2 separate regions of the Cricetulus griseus genome follow, and region 1 is linked to region 2. Evidence: chromatin contacts called from public Micro-C data. All regions are on one chromosome and are shown on one strand. Each heading gives the region's core, a stretch centred on a gene start, on an enhancer-like site or on the middle of the called end of the contact. The rest is flanking DNA. Distances are from core to core; before and after follow the strand shown. Region 1 overlaps LOC100766031 (nidogen-1). Region 2 holds the start of LOC100766031 (nidogen-1).

Region 1 (6,335 bases), core at 2,022-4,521, 72 kb before region 2:
ACATCTACACCAACAAGCAGTGCCAGAGGCATGGTTAGGCCAACCCAACATTTTCACAGCGTTCATGCAATTGGAGCATCAGTTCACATTCACTATATAGAAATTACTTGATTTCTGAGCTGTCACCATACAAAGTCTCTTGACAAAAATGTGAAACTGGGACATAGCATGAAGTCCACCTTGTGGTAATTATGCCTGTATATCATCAGCTTGTAGACTCGGCTTCATCTTGCATGGATGAAACATCTCAGGAGAGCAATGCTGTCATTAGAACCTCCTCTGAGACCATCCAAAACAAGCCAGAGACCAAAAGAGAGACTTACACATTTTAGTAGGCACACATACCCTCCTACGGAGTCTGTCACAATGCCTCTGGGGTTCACCAAACCCGTGTCAAACAGCACTCTTCGCTGTGTGCCATCCATTCTTGCAACTTCTATCCGATCTAGCTGAGAGTCTGTCCAGAAGATGTTGCGGCCGAGATGGTCAAGGGCAATGCCTTCAGGGCTTCCAAGATCTAGACGGAAACACTGAGTCATACCCTAGCCTACGAGTTCTCTGGTTATTCAATTGTCTTAGACATGGTGGTAAAACCTTGAGAAACCAAATGGGAATATGAAATTCTTACTGTTTATAAGATGAGCAATTTCCCAAGTAACAAATTCAAAAATGCTACCCATCCATCCTCACCCATCCAGTGGGTACCACACTGGGAACCTGGAAGGTCACTGTGACAAAGATGCAGCCCTGTCTATTAAGAAGCCCACAGCCAACCACCATTCAAGCTGGGGTCTAGTTTCTATGGGCAGCTATAGATACAGGATCAGCCTGAGTTCACCAGGGAAGGGTTCTGGAGAAGTGGACACCTGTAGAAGCTGGTTCCTGAAAGACCAATGGGAGTTTATCAGATCTTGAATAAGTACTTTCAGATATAAAGAAGACTACAAATGGCTAGAAGTGAGCTGCAAGTAATTTTATACGGCTAGAGCCCATGAGAGTGAGGGAGAAGCCCTCAGTGAAAAGAGGATAGAGCCGGGCATTGGTGGCGCATGCCTTTAATCCCAGAACTCGGGAGGCAGAGGCAGGTGGATCTCTGTGAGTTCGAGGCTAGCCTGGTCTCCAGAGTGAGTGCCAGGATAGGTTCCAAAGCTACACAGAGAAACCCTGTCTCGAAAAACCAAAGAAAGAAAGAAAGAAAGAAAGAAAGAAAGAAAGAAAGAAAGAAAGAAAGAAAGAAAGAAAGAAAGAAAGGAGGATGGAATTCAGAGTGTATCTCACAGATGAACAGGACACATGGAATCCTAAGTGAAGATGGAATGGTAGATTTTCTTCCTTGGTAATTACAGGGCAGGAGGCATTTCAGGAAAAAATATTGCTGATCACACTGTTAGTACTTGAATACGAGTGTAAAGGGTAAAAAGAAGGTGTTTGGTGATTATAAATTACACTCCCCCACAATCTTCACTGAACAAAAAAACAACAGCAATCAAGACATGGGTTGGCACTGTGAAACAAATACTCCATGTAAGTCACTGTAAGTTAAAAATAGGAAATGACATTGTAGGATTCACTGGCATCCTTGAGATTCTTCCCTGTTCTAGGCAGAGAAGGACTGAAGGTTGTTTAGCTTGGTTGGGGTGTGAGCAGGAAGGCAACCCACCAGGCTGCACTGCGCCAGGCATGTGGCATTTGAGAATATCATCCCTGCACACTCTCACCCATATACAAGCAAGTCAACCTCTCACCTCAGCCTTTCCTAGAATACAGCATGCTTCGGGAACAGCAAAGTTCCTGCGGGGCTCAGGAGCTGGCGCAGTCCGTTAAGTGTTTGCTGTGCAAGCATGAAAACCTAAGCTCAATTCCTAGCACCCATATTAAAGCCAGGAGTGCTGGAAACCACCTGTAATCCCAGCACTAGATAGGCAAAAACCAAAAAAATCACTGGGGTTTGCTGGCCTCCTGGCTAGCCCGATTGATGAGCTCTAGGTTCAGTAAGAGACCCCATCTCAACAACAAATAGGTGAAGAGTGATTATGGGAATCACCTGATATTGGCATATGCACCCACCACCCACACATACACACACAAGCCTCTGACAGGAGTCCAACCAGAGGACAGTGATTCAGAATCACAAATGATTCACATATGGTTTATCATTCATACCCAAAGAAGAGCTGTATAAAGGCTAAGGTCTTTCCCACACTGTAAGAGGCCCAGAAACAATGAAACTGTCTCCCAGGGGCTCCCTGTGGCTTTCAAACAAAAAACACACACATACAAACAAACGCACAGGCACATGCACACACATACCCCAGCAGCCAATCAATTTGGGGAAAACTTGGAATGAGCACATCCCGTGGGATCACCCTGCACAGCTTTCAATACTGAAGGGAGAGGAGCTACCCAGAGTGTCTTTACAGGCCATCCAAAAGAAGCCTATTGGGAACTTATGTCACACTGTCACCTTCTACACAGCCCAGGTCCTGATCTCAAGAGCCACTGAGCCATTTCTCCTTCCAACAAAGAAAATATGGCTCTGTGGGCAACGCTTTGTTGAGGAATGGGCTGGACAAAAACCCCTAACTGTGTTGAGGAAAAGGAGCTGGCAAGGGGTTTTCCCTTACTGCTGTGTGAAAAGGAAATCAGTCAAGATCACATTTTTGGTTAATTCTGTGTGCTTTCACAGTCAGTCAATTTTAGTCTTTCTTACAGTTCTCACTGAGCTTAAAGGTCCCTGGGCTGATTTCAGGCGCCAAAAGCAACAGGAAATAGCAGACAGTGACCTATTCCCCTCTTCCACTGGGTTTTGAAATCAAATCACAGATAACAGCAACATTTTCAACAAAGAGGCAAAAAGGCATTTTTAAAGTTCCTTCATTACGCCAGAGCATGAAAGCTAACCAATATCATCTAAACAGCCTGTCAGCTTCCAGAAAAGGATTCCAAGAGCCAAGTGCAAAGCCAACGCTGTTTCACTCAGCCTCAGCTTGATTCCTGCTGTGTTATCTCTAAGTAAGGAAATAGGAAGAAGGGAACTGGCCACGGGGTGGATCCTTACAGAATACTAATGTAAGAGGCATGCTGAGTTAGAAGTTGAAAGGCTGCATCTGGCTCCCAAACTGAAGGAAATACAAAACAAGGCTTATTTTTGGAAGGTGTATCTTCCACCTGAGTATTTTGCAGAGGAAGTAGAGACTTCATACAGCTAATGGCAGCATGACAATGCCTTCTGAGAAAAAATATTCCCCAAGCCAATGAGTCATGATTGAATCAGTTCAAGTTCCTTGACCATTTCGGTACAGGGACCTTTTACAAATCCTGGAGTTTTGGGTAGACTCATTAAACATACTCATGTGAAATAGATTTAAACGAACTGAGGAATGAACCCAGGACCTCACACGCGCTAGGCAAATGCTCTAGCACTGAGCTATATTCCCCAGCCCTCAGGTAACTTTTCATTTTGAGACAGGGTCTTACAAGTTTACCCAGGCTGACCTGGAGCTCATTCTGTAACCCAGGAAGACCTTGAACTTGTGACCCTCTCAAATAGCTAGGAAGACACGCCTATAGCAGTGTGCCTTGCTACTCTATTTATTGAATGAAGGTATTAAAATGATGTATATTTCCTTGTTCAAGAAGGCATCTACATGAGGTTAAATGTTAAAGTTGGTCTGTGTCAACAAGAACACACACTTTATCAAAAGTTAACCAAAACAGAATTCTCTGTGAGAAGTGATCCCAGCTAGTTGGACTCCAGGTTAGAACTAGGGACAGGAAAGATGTGTTGAGTTAGGGAAGATCTCAAGATGCCTTCCATTGAAATAATAGCTCTTTAACTCCAATACAGCGTTGGGAATAGACTCTACTTTCAGAGATGGCTGTGCTGATATACAGTTATGATCCAGTACCAGGGAGAAGAGGCAAGAGAAGCAGGACTTCCAGGCTAGCCAAGGCTGCCGAACAATGGGTTAAGATAAATAAATAGTAGCCAAAATAGTTCAGTTGGGAGAATGTTAGGCTGAAGATGTAAATAAATAAATAAACAAGCCAGTGGTGGTGCAGGCATATAAACCTACACTTGGGAGGTAGCGGCAGGAAGATCATGAGTTCAAGGTCATCCTTAGGTACTTAATGAGTTTGAGGGTAGCCTAGGTTACATGAGATGCTGCCTCAAAAATCAAATAAATAGTTTTCAACTTCTGGGTAAGTGTCTATCAGTATGCTTGTAGGTTTTTTGACTATTCTGTCCATCCACTGCCTTTGATAAAGCCCTCATGGAGCACACGGTAGAGCAGACTCTGTGAGAAGCAATTGTAGGTTCAGAAGCTACAGAAGAAATGGAATGCAAAGAGATGGACCATGTCAGCTTCCAGAGAAAGGTATGGGCACCTGCCTTGTTTCAGTTTTATTATCCTGAGACAAGCAGCTAACCTCAGCCAGAATGTCCCAGATTTAATGACTCAAGTGACCTGTGGAAAATTTCAGGGGAGTTGAAAAGGGTAGAGTGTGAAGACAGAGGACCTGGCCCCTTGCAAGGCAAACAGTTTACTCTCTATCCTTCACCTCCTGCCAAGAGCAGTGTGTGCTAGAAGCAGCACCTCAAGGGACAATATTTGCTTGCTCACCTTGTCGAATGATGGTGGTTGGCTCTCCACCATGTAGGCTGGCTCTCCCAATGGAAGGCTCACTGATGTCTGTCCAGTAAACCACCTTGTCCACACAGTCAAAGGCCAGTCCAATGATGACTTTTGCCTGGAAGTGATACCCAGTGATTGAGAACAGTTTACCCACCAGCTAGTCTTGCCTTGGATCTTCCTATGTACCTATACACCCTCAGATAGTATTTATAGAAAGCAAATATGTTTTGTTCATTCATGTTTTTTATTGTTGAATTGTAGAAACTACATAGTTTAGAAAAAAATCTTTTCTGAATACATATGTGTTTATACGTGTGTGTGTGTGTGTGTGTGTGTGTGTGTGCTTATGTGTCTGTATTTGTACTACAAATGTTCAAGTGTCCTTGGATGCCTGAAGAGAGCATTGGATCCCCTAGAGCTGGAGTTGCAGGTGTTTGTGAACTGACTAACTTGGGTGTTGGGAACCAAATGGGTCCTCTACAAAAGCAGCAAGTGCCCTTAACCTCTGAGCTATCTTTCCAGCCCCAAGAATGAACATTTCAAATATACAAGATCCTACAATGAGTACTACAAAGCATTAAAGAGTAAAATTAAAGATGACCTGGGGAACTAGAAAGAGGTAAATCAGGTTAATGGATTCTGCAATTTTTATATTGCTAAGACATCAGTTCTCCTTAGTGACAGTTTCAGTGATTCAGTGTCTCCTTTGTTAAAGTTATCAAGTTGTTTGGTTTTGCTTTTGTATGATTGTTGATGTAATACTGACTGGCCTGGAACTCCCTATGTAGACCAGGCTAACTTGGAACTCACAGAGATCTGTCTCCTGAGTACAGGGATTAAAAGGCATGAGCCACCATGCATGGTAGGCTGTTTTGTTTTTGTTTTATTTTCTATAGAACAAGAAATTTATTTTAAAACATTATGGGAGCATGCAATGTGCTTGCTCATATCTGTAATCTCAGAACCTAGAAGGTAGAGGCCAAGGAGTTCAAAGCTAGCTTTGACTACAATAATATGTTCACATTTCTATTTTTGAAAATAAGGCTGTTTCAAAAATAAACAAATAAAAGTCTAAAATAGTCCAAAGAGTCTAAGGCAGGACCTTAAATATCTCTGACTTTGAGGTCCACTATAATCAAGACAGAGTAGCACTGGTTGTCATAGGTTTGCTGGAGAGATTGACACAGAAGAACAGAGCACCCAGAAACAGCCTCTCAATGATGCTTTAAGTGGTGTTTCTGACAAGGGTACCCACGTGCCAAGCAAGAAATATGGTTTTGTTAACAAACAGTGCTCTATCATCTTAATAAACACACACACACACACACACCCCTCAGGTTGACCTCATACAATAGATAAAAATTAAAGGCTGAGTTTATAGTACTCCTTTCTGAAATCATGAGAGAACATCTTCATAGCATTCTGAATAAACCAATTGCTAGGCCAAGCTTGCAGAATGGATGATTCAAGAGCACAGAAATATACTTTTCAGTTTGTTACAATAGCTTATAACTAGGAATACGTTATGAATTTAGAATTCTCCCAAATGTAGATTGTCTGTTTAAATCTGCATTATATTTGCAAATGGATATTGTATTATGTTAAATTACAAAATGTAACTACTATTGGTATCATATTACACATAGCTATTAGCTATCTTGGTATTATAGTGTAGTGTGTTATACTACATTGACATCA
Region 2 (6,969 bases), core at 1,641-4,140:
CAATGAGACTTTGCTTCACATTTTTGCAAATCAACCTGATGTCCAGCTAAATGGAAGGCAGCTGCTTCTGCATTTGACCTGTGGGGACAGACATGTGTGTATCATGCAGCCCCTAGTGAACTCTGCCCTATATTCCTGGGCAACTAAATTAATAAAAGCAATTGGGTTTGGCAGGATGGATGGTTCAGTGGGTAAGGTTCTTGTCTCACAGCTGGAAGTCTTGAGTTACCTAAATTCCATCCCTGCAGCCAACAGCCACAGAAGAAAACCCATCCCCAAGAATTGCCCTCTAACCTCCACACATGAACACATACGGCACATATGCCCATTCATCCAATAAAAAAAGAAAGATTTTAATAAAATAAACAACAGGCTGGGAGAGATGAGTCAGCAGTTAAGAACAGGTTCTAGTCCCAGCACTGAGATGGGATCCCAGTCCCAGAGGATCCATTGCCCTCTTCTGGCCTCTTCTGGCACTGCACACATGTGGTGCACAGACATACATGCAGAAAATACCCACGTACATAAAATATAAATAAAGGGAAAAAGCAAATAACATCTTAGTATTATTTAAAATAATCTTGACCTTTTGAATTCCTTGTACTTAGGGATCCTGGAGCCTACTACTCAGGAAACTACCTCTTTGGGCAACATTAATGATAGCTGTCATTTTCTAGAATGTCAAACACAGCTTCATTTTGTTTGCTTATTAAGGCAAAGTTTCTTATACCCCAGGATATTCTCAAATTCAAACTCACAAATTACAAGCCTATGCCACCACCTCCAACTTATTTATGTATTTATTTTACTCTTTCCCTTTATAAACAAGTGTCTCCAGACTTCCACTTCCTGTCCCTGACTATTGGGTCTAATGTCTGCTAGACACAGGACACTCTCCATCTGGCCTCCTTGGTGGCTTCCAGCACCAGAGTAAAATCAGGCTAAAGTCTCTTGACCCCAGCTCTGTCTGGTCTGCCTGGTCTGGTGCTTTGCTTGTTTGGGGATGTTTTAAAATCATGGTGGTGGGGGACAACCTGGATCACTCCGTTTTCTCCGTCCACCATGTGGGTCCTAGGGATGGAGATATGAACTTAGGTTGTCAGGTTTGACAAGTAAAATGCCTTTATCCACCGAATCACCTCACAGGCTATTTCCTGCCTTTTAAAGACAGATTTTAAAACCCCATACATAGTCCAGGCTAGCCTAACTCCAGAGCCTCCTTCCTTTACTCCCAAGTGTGGGATTTCAGGCAAATACCACCATGGTTTCTTGCCACTTTCTTCATGTCCCACGTGGAGTCTGGCAGATATCTACTGATAAGCCTCTGATCGAATCTCAGATCCACCCTAACCCATTGCTGGTGCTACCTCTACTCACAGTACTTCACGTGGCTTAACAGAAACAGGATGGCCGGAATGTAATGTAGTTGGTAGAGTGCTTGTCTTTCATGCGGGAGGCCCTGGATTTGATCCCTAGATCCCCAATTGAGGAGGGGGCGCTGGGGAGGCGGGAGAAGCCTCAATACTACATAAAATTTGAGTATATGTTTTAATATATTGATGTGTGTTCAACAAGATGGGTTCTTCAGTAAGGTGAAGGATTTTATTTTGTGTGTACTTGAAAGCATGCTAAACTAAGTCTGTAGGCTTCTCCAGGCTTCCCACGAGGGTCAGGGCAATCAGCCAACACCGGGTGAGAGCTCTTTGTGGGTGTGACTAAGGACTCATTCTTTCTAGGCAAAGCTGATAAGCTGCACGTGGGTGTTGCCCCACGCTATCTGCCCTGATCAGGCCGGGAGCACAGTCACTCCCCCGCAGGACAGGCCCCAGCCGCCGAGTGTATAGTACCCCCACTTGTGGAATGCACACAAGCTTTATATCAAATCCACATGGTGTGCTGGAGCAGCACGAAAGAGCTTGACCAGGCAGACAGCGCGCCAAGGCCCTATCGGCCCTGGGGAGGTTCGAGCACCTAAAAGGTCATGCGGGTCCCCCTCCTCATCTGGGGCCCTTGGGTGACAACTTCAGTTACAGGAAATTGGATCACCGGGACGCCCTGAGTTCCCAGCCCTGACCTCTGGACTCTGAAACGAGCTCAGCTAAGAAAGCAAAATCTCTGCCAAGACGTAGCCAGAACCCACGCACACAGATGCAGGGGCTGTCGCTGAACTCTGGGGCGGGGCAACACGGTTCCCCTGTCCTTTCCAGCTCGCCATCAGCAAAGTCTCTCTGCACGCGTGCAGGCTGTGACCCAATTCTAGCCATTGCGCAGCGGGGTACCGGGACCTGTCCCAGAAGGAAGGCTCGGGACAAAGGCGAGAGGCACACTGAACAGAGAAGGAAAACTCCACCCGAGGTCCCCGGTTCTAGGCAGGGCGCACGCGGAGATGGGTGAATCCGGGAAGCAGATACCACCCTAGACCTCGCGTGCTCGTGAGGTGACAGTCACATACAGGCAATGAGAATCCTCTAGGTGCACAGAACCAGCGGAGCGCCCGCTCCCGGCAGCTACCTATCGGGTCCCCGCGGGCGACGCCCAGGTCTCACATCTGTCTCTCTGGACAGGCGCCCCCAGCGTACCCTGGTATTGCTCCCCGCCCGGCTCCAACTCACATAGACCGACGTGATGTCCGAACGATCATAGAAGCTCAGCTCTCCGATCAGTTCCAGAGCGGGGGACACCACGTCGTCCCCGGCCTCCAGCTCTAGGTCCCCCTGCCCAGGGCCGAAGGGGAAGAGCTCCTGACGGCTCAGGCAGTCTCCGGGCCCCGCCAGCAATAGCTGCAGCAGCAGCACCCATGTCCACGCCGCGGGCTTCCAGCCGCTCGCGTCCAGCATGTTTCCCAACTGTAGTCCCGCAACCCCGGCTGCTCCAGCTCAGGCGGAGGAGGCGGAGATGTAACCCGACGCCCCTTGGCAGCCCCTCCTCGACTCCCGCCTCCCGGTGTCCCCACCCCGGGAAATAGGGGAGGGGAGCCGAGGGGCTATCGGGAGGGCTCGCCCGCCCGCCCCGTCCACCAATAGCTGCGAGTGGGAGGAAGAGGGGCGACCCCGAGGTCCTGGCGCAGCAGTGGGCGTTGGTTCCCTGAATTCCCGACCCAATCCGACGGTGGGCTCCCATCCAGAAAGAAGGGACTCTGCAACAGCATTCTGCAGTCAGGCTAATTCCTGGAGAGCAGACAACCCGGAAACAAATATTCTGGAACCAGGGACATAGCCCACACCAGGGGGAAGACTGGGCTGGTGCTGGAATTTAGCAAAAGGCCTAACAAAATATGTGTGCCTTTATTCATCCAATCATTCGTTGAGCATTTTTTTTTTTTTGAGTTTCTGATTTTGGGTTCCTTTAGTTATGAGATTCCGCAGGAAACAGGAACCCACACCTGCCAGACAAAGTCATAAGTATGGGACACAATTCAAGTAAGTTTTGCTGGAGCTCCAAACAATAAAAAAAAAAAAAAACATTGGGACTCGAGTAATTGTCCAGAGAAAGCTTCTCGTGATGTGCTGGGAATCAAACCAGGTCTTCTGGAAGTAAGGCAGTTTCATCAAGATGGCCTGGGAGGTAGAAGGCCAGAGCAGGCTGGGTTCCAAGGACCAGACATCTCCCTACAGAGAATTTGGGGTGATCCAAATAAAGCTGAATAACAACGAATCCGAGAATCTGAGCTCCCCTAAGACTCAGAGACCCCTGGACAGTTCTTGATAATGAGACACGGGCCTTCTAAGTGATATTTCAAATCAGCAGTTGGTCATTAATTTGACACTAGGTTAATTGAAAATACAGGGAGAGGCCTGACAACCTTCTTGGGGACTTGGGGTGCAGTGGGGTAGTTGAGAGGGGAATTAATCTAATAGACATTACAGTGGTAGGAAGAATGAGCCTAAAAGAAATGACGTTAAAGTTGAATTCCAGCTAAAAACTGAAAAACCAGTGCCCGCTGTGAGAGCAAGGAAGAGGATGCTGGAGTATGGGATGGATATCCACCCTTCCCTCAGAGGGGTCAACAGGATGCCCCTGCTTCCTCCCTGCGGCTGAAAGTAAAGGCCTGGAACCTCCATTAGTTCTCCTAGTACTTAGAAAATTATGTGTGATGTGACTGGTGCGGAATGTGAGCCTTGAACCAGCAAAATCATGAAAAGGTAAATGGAATACGGCTCTTGACTCATGGGAGGGTGTGGGGGAGGGGATCCTTTTCATTTAAACTCTTGAGTCGTCAGCAGTAACAGATACCAAGAGTTTGCTAGACACCCAGTGTTTCTGTGGACAGTATTTCCTCTTGGGTTCATAATAACAGGTCCTCCTGCTGGCGTGGTAAACACCTTGCCCAGTTGACCTCTCTCTCCAGTTCTGCTTATGCACACACATACCTCCTCCCCAGCATGAAACCCAGGGCTTCACACAGGCTAGGCATACTAGGCAAACAATCTGGCCAGGGACTTATTTTGTTTTGAGACAGGGTCTCGTTACATAGTCCAGGCTGGTCTTAGTTCATGGCAACCTACTAGCCTCAGACTCCTGAGCGCTGGAATTACATCACACCCAGCTGGCTATTAGCTTATTAGTTTATTTGCAATGTGGGAACTCAAGACTTGTCAAGGGCTTTATACACATCAAGCCCCTCCACCTGTGTTGTTTATACTGCACTTAAAGCATTAACTAACATCTACGTTAAGTTGTATTTGTGCTGCTTATATCATCCCCCTCACTAAAGAGGGATGGTGGTGTCTGTGTGGCAGATCTGTTGTGCAGCTCTCTGATCCCCTTCATAAGCCCAGCTACACTTCCTAGCTCCCTACCAACCCTATGCCACCTATGCATAGCCTGGCTGATGTCTGGGGTCCTGGACCTTAGCTTGGCCTGTTTCAGTCACAGAACTTCATACAGAGGCCCTGGGTTCAACTGCACAGAATACACATGAACCCCTACACCACTGAGAGCTACTAGAGGCCAAAAGCCCACCAGCTTTTGCCTACCCGAGACTGTTCTTTTTCTTTCAACCCCCATCCCAAGCTTGTCACATATCAGGGCTGTCCCGAAGCTGTACTCAGTGCCTGGAATGCGGTTATCCTTCTCACAGATTCTCTCCCTTTTTGGTACTCAGACAGCTGCTGAAACTCCCATTGGCTGGTGGAATTCTTCTTGGTGACTGTAGGATCAGAGCCTGCCTCCTCCTGCATCCTCCCACCCCCACTAACCAGCTGCACAAGCAGGGAAAGATCGCACAGTTTCTGTATCGCTCTATTTGATTGGGATATTCGCAGGGACAATCAAGGAATTGTTGTTATGAAGGTTAGAAAATGTCACCCCTGAAGTCAGATGGAGCTAGTCATTGAGCACATAATCCAGTTAATGCTAAGCTACCTTTATTATCTGAACATGTTGTTTTCCTGAGGCTGATTATCTCAACATCCTCTGAGAAGGTGCCAGGAGTCAGATACCAAGGCCACAAATACATAATCCTTTTTATGAGAAACTGGCAATGTCCTGGGGGAGAAAGGCAAGATAACGGCCCAGCAGATACACAGAGTGAAGGGAAATAATGCTTGTGGGATTTTTTTTTTTTTTTTTTTTTTTTTGCTTCTACTTGGTACTCTCTCTGGCATAGAGCCTAGCACTGGTACAGTCAAGGGCCACATGGTAGATTTGGGGAGTCACATTTGTAGGGGGGAAGGTAACTCATCTGGTCTCATACAGCTAGTGAAAGAGCAAGGGTTCAAACCTTGCTTTGTTTGACCCCCAAAATGGTATGCCATCTTGCCTTTCTATAGTTATCGAGGGTTCTCCAAGCTAAACAGAGCCCCCAGTCTCTGTCTACACAGTAGATGCATTTGGTCCAGTGTTTATAGCTAACAGCCATGCTCTATTTATGTATGTTTATGGTCCCTTACTTCATCACCCTGTACTGTAAACTGGCTGTCACTATTTATAGCCCTGCACTCACTTCACATTGACCAGTCCCTGGGAGATGTGATTCAGATTCTCAGTCTCCAGCCAGGACACTGTGGACTGTGGACTGTGTCCTTGTTCCTTTCGGAGTTATAGTCCCCAGATGCTTCTTATAAACTTCATCACAGAAACTTTACTTCATAAACTGCTTTGAAGTTTTCCAAATATATATAAATGCCAGGTGTGGTGGTACACACCTGTAATTCCAGAACTCAGGAGGTAGAAACAGGGGATCAGGTGTTCAGGTCATCCTCAGCTGCATGCTGTGTTCAATGCCAGCCTAGGGCAAAACAACAAAATTATTTATAATAGTGTGGTTTTTTTTCTCTAGTCTCATGTGATTTTTTTTTCTCTCTCTCTCTTTGGCCAAGGATCCATGTCCTATCTATAGGACACTGTGTGCAACAATGAAAAAATTAACTGTTTAAAACCTTAATGGGCCAGATATGGTACCATAGATCTGTAATCCCAGCACGTGGGAGATAAAGACAGGACAGGAGGCCAAGGTCATCCTTGACTACATAGAAGGGTTTGAAGTCAGCTTAGGCTGCATGAAACCCTGTCTCAACAAGCAAAACAAGGGGTTCAAGAGGTGGCTTAGTAGATTAAAGCACCTGAAAATTTGAAGACGTGGAGTTATGAGCCCCCAAACCACAAGGATGTCAGTTGGGTGTGGTAGCCTGCCTGGAATGCTAGCCTCTGAAGAGACAGAGGTTCCCCAGAGGATAAGCTATGTAGTAAGACTAGCCAGATCAGTGAACTCTGGATTTGATTGAGAGACCCTGCCTTAATAAGGTAGAAGAATAATTGAGGATGATTCCTTGTATTAAACTCAGGCCTCCACATTTGTGTGATGCAAGAGCACATGCACCCACACATGTGTGCCCATAGACATATTTTTCTACACATTTAAAACATTCATACACACACACATGAAAATGGAAACAAGAAAAAATATAAAATTTTAATAAGGCTGTTTTATTTATTTTTGAGGCAAGATATTGTTATATAGCTCTGGCT

Evidence for each region. A called contact is a pair of places that touch in the nucleus more often than the background predicts.
Region 1: a contact with region 2 is called in a Micro-C map of the CHO-K1 cell line, with 2.1 times the contacts expected there. The contact joins the enhancer-like site here to the promoter of LOC100766031 in region 2. A contact is called at or near these places in 2 of 8 Hi-C or Micro-C datasets (both in the CHO-K1 cell line).

What each region holds. Positions count from the first base shown.
Region 1 is chr3:236,759,572-236,765,906 of CriGri-PICRH-1.0, reverse strand. LOC100766031 (nidogen-1) reads right to left here. Exons shown (of 20, transcript XM_027409438.2): 15 at 4,626-4,752; 16 at 346-517. Among named protein-coding and RNA genes, the nearest start is that of Lyst, 80 kb to the left of the region's middle. Within about 2 kb of position 3,271, at least 1 of the 6 cell types and tissues checked has open chromatin away from gene starts, as enhancers often do. A contact at or near this core is called in the CHO-K1 cell line, where this site is marked.
Region 2 is chr3:236,686,911-236,693,879 of CriGri-PICRH-1.0, reverse strand. It overlaps LOC100766031 (nidogen-1), which reads right to left and starts at 2,890. Exons shown (of 20, transcript XM_027409438.2): 1 at 2,613-2,890. The coding sequence starts at 2,837.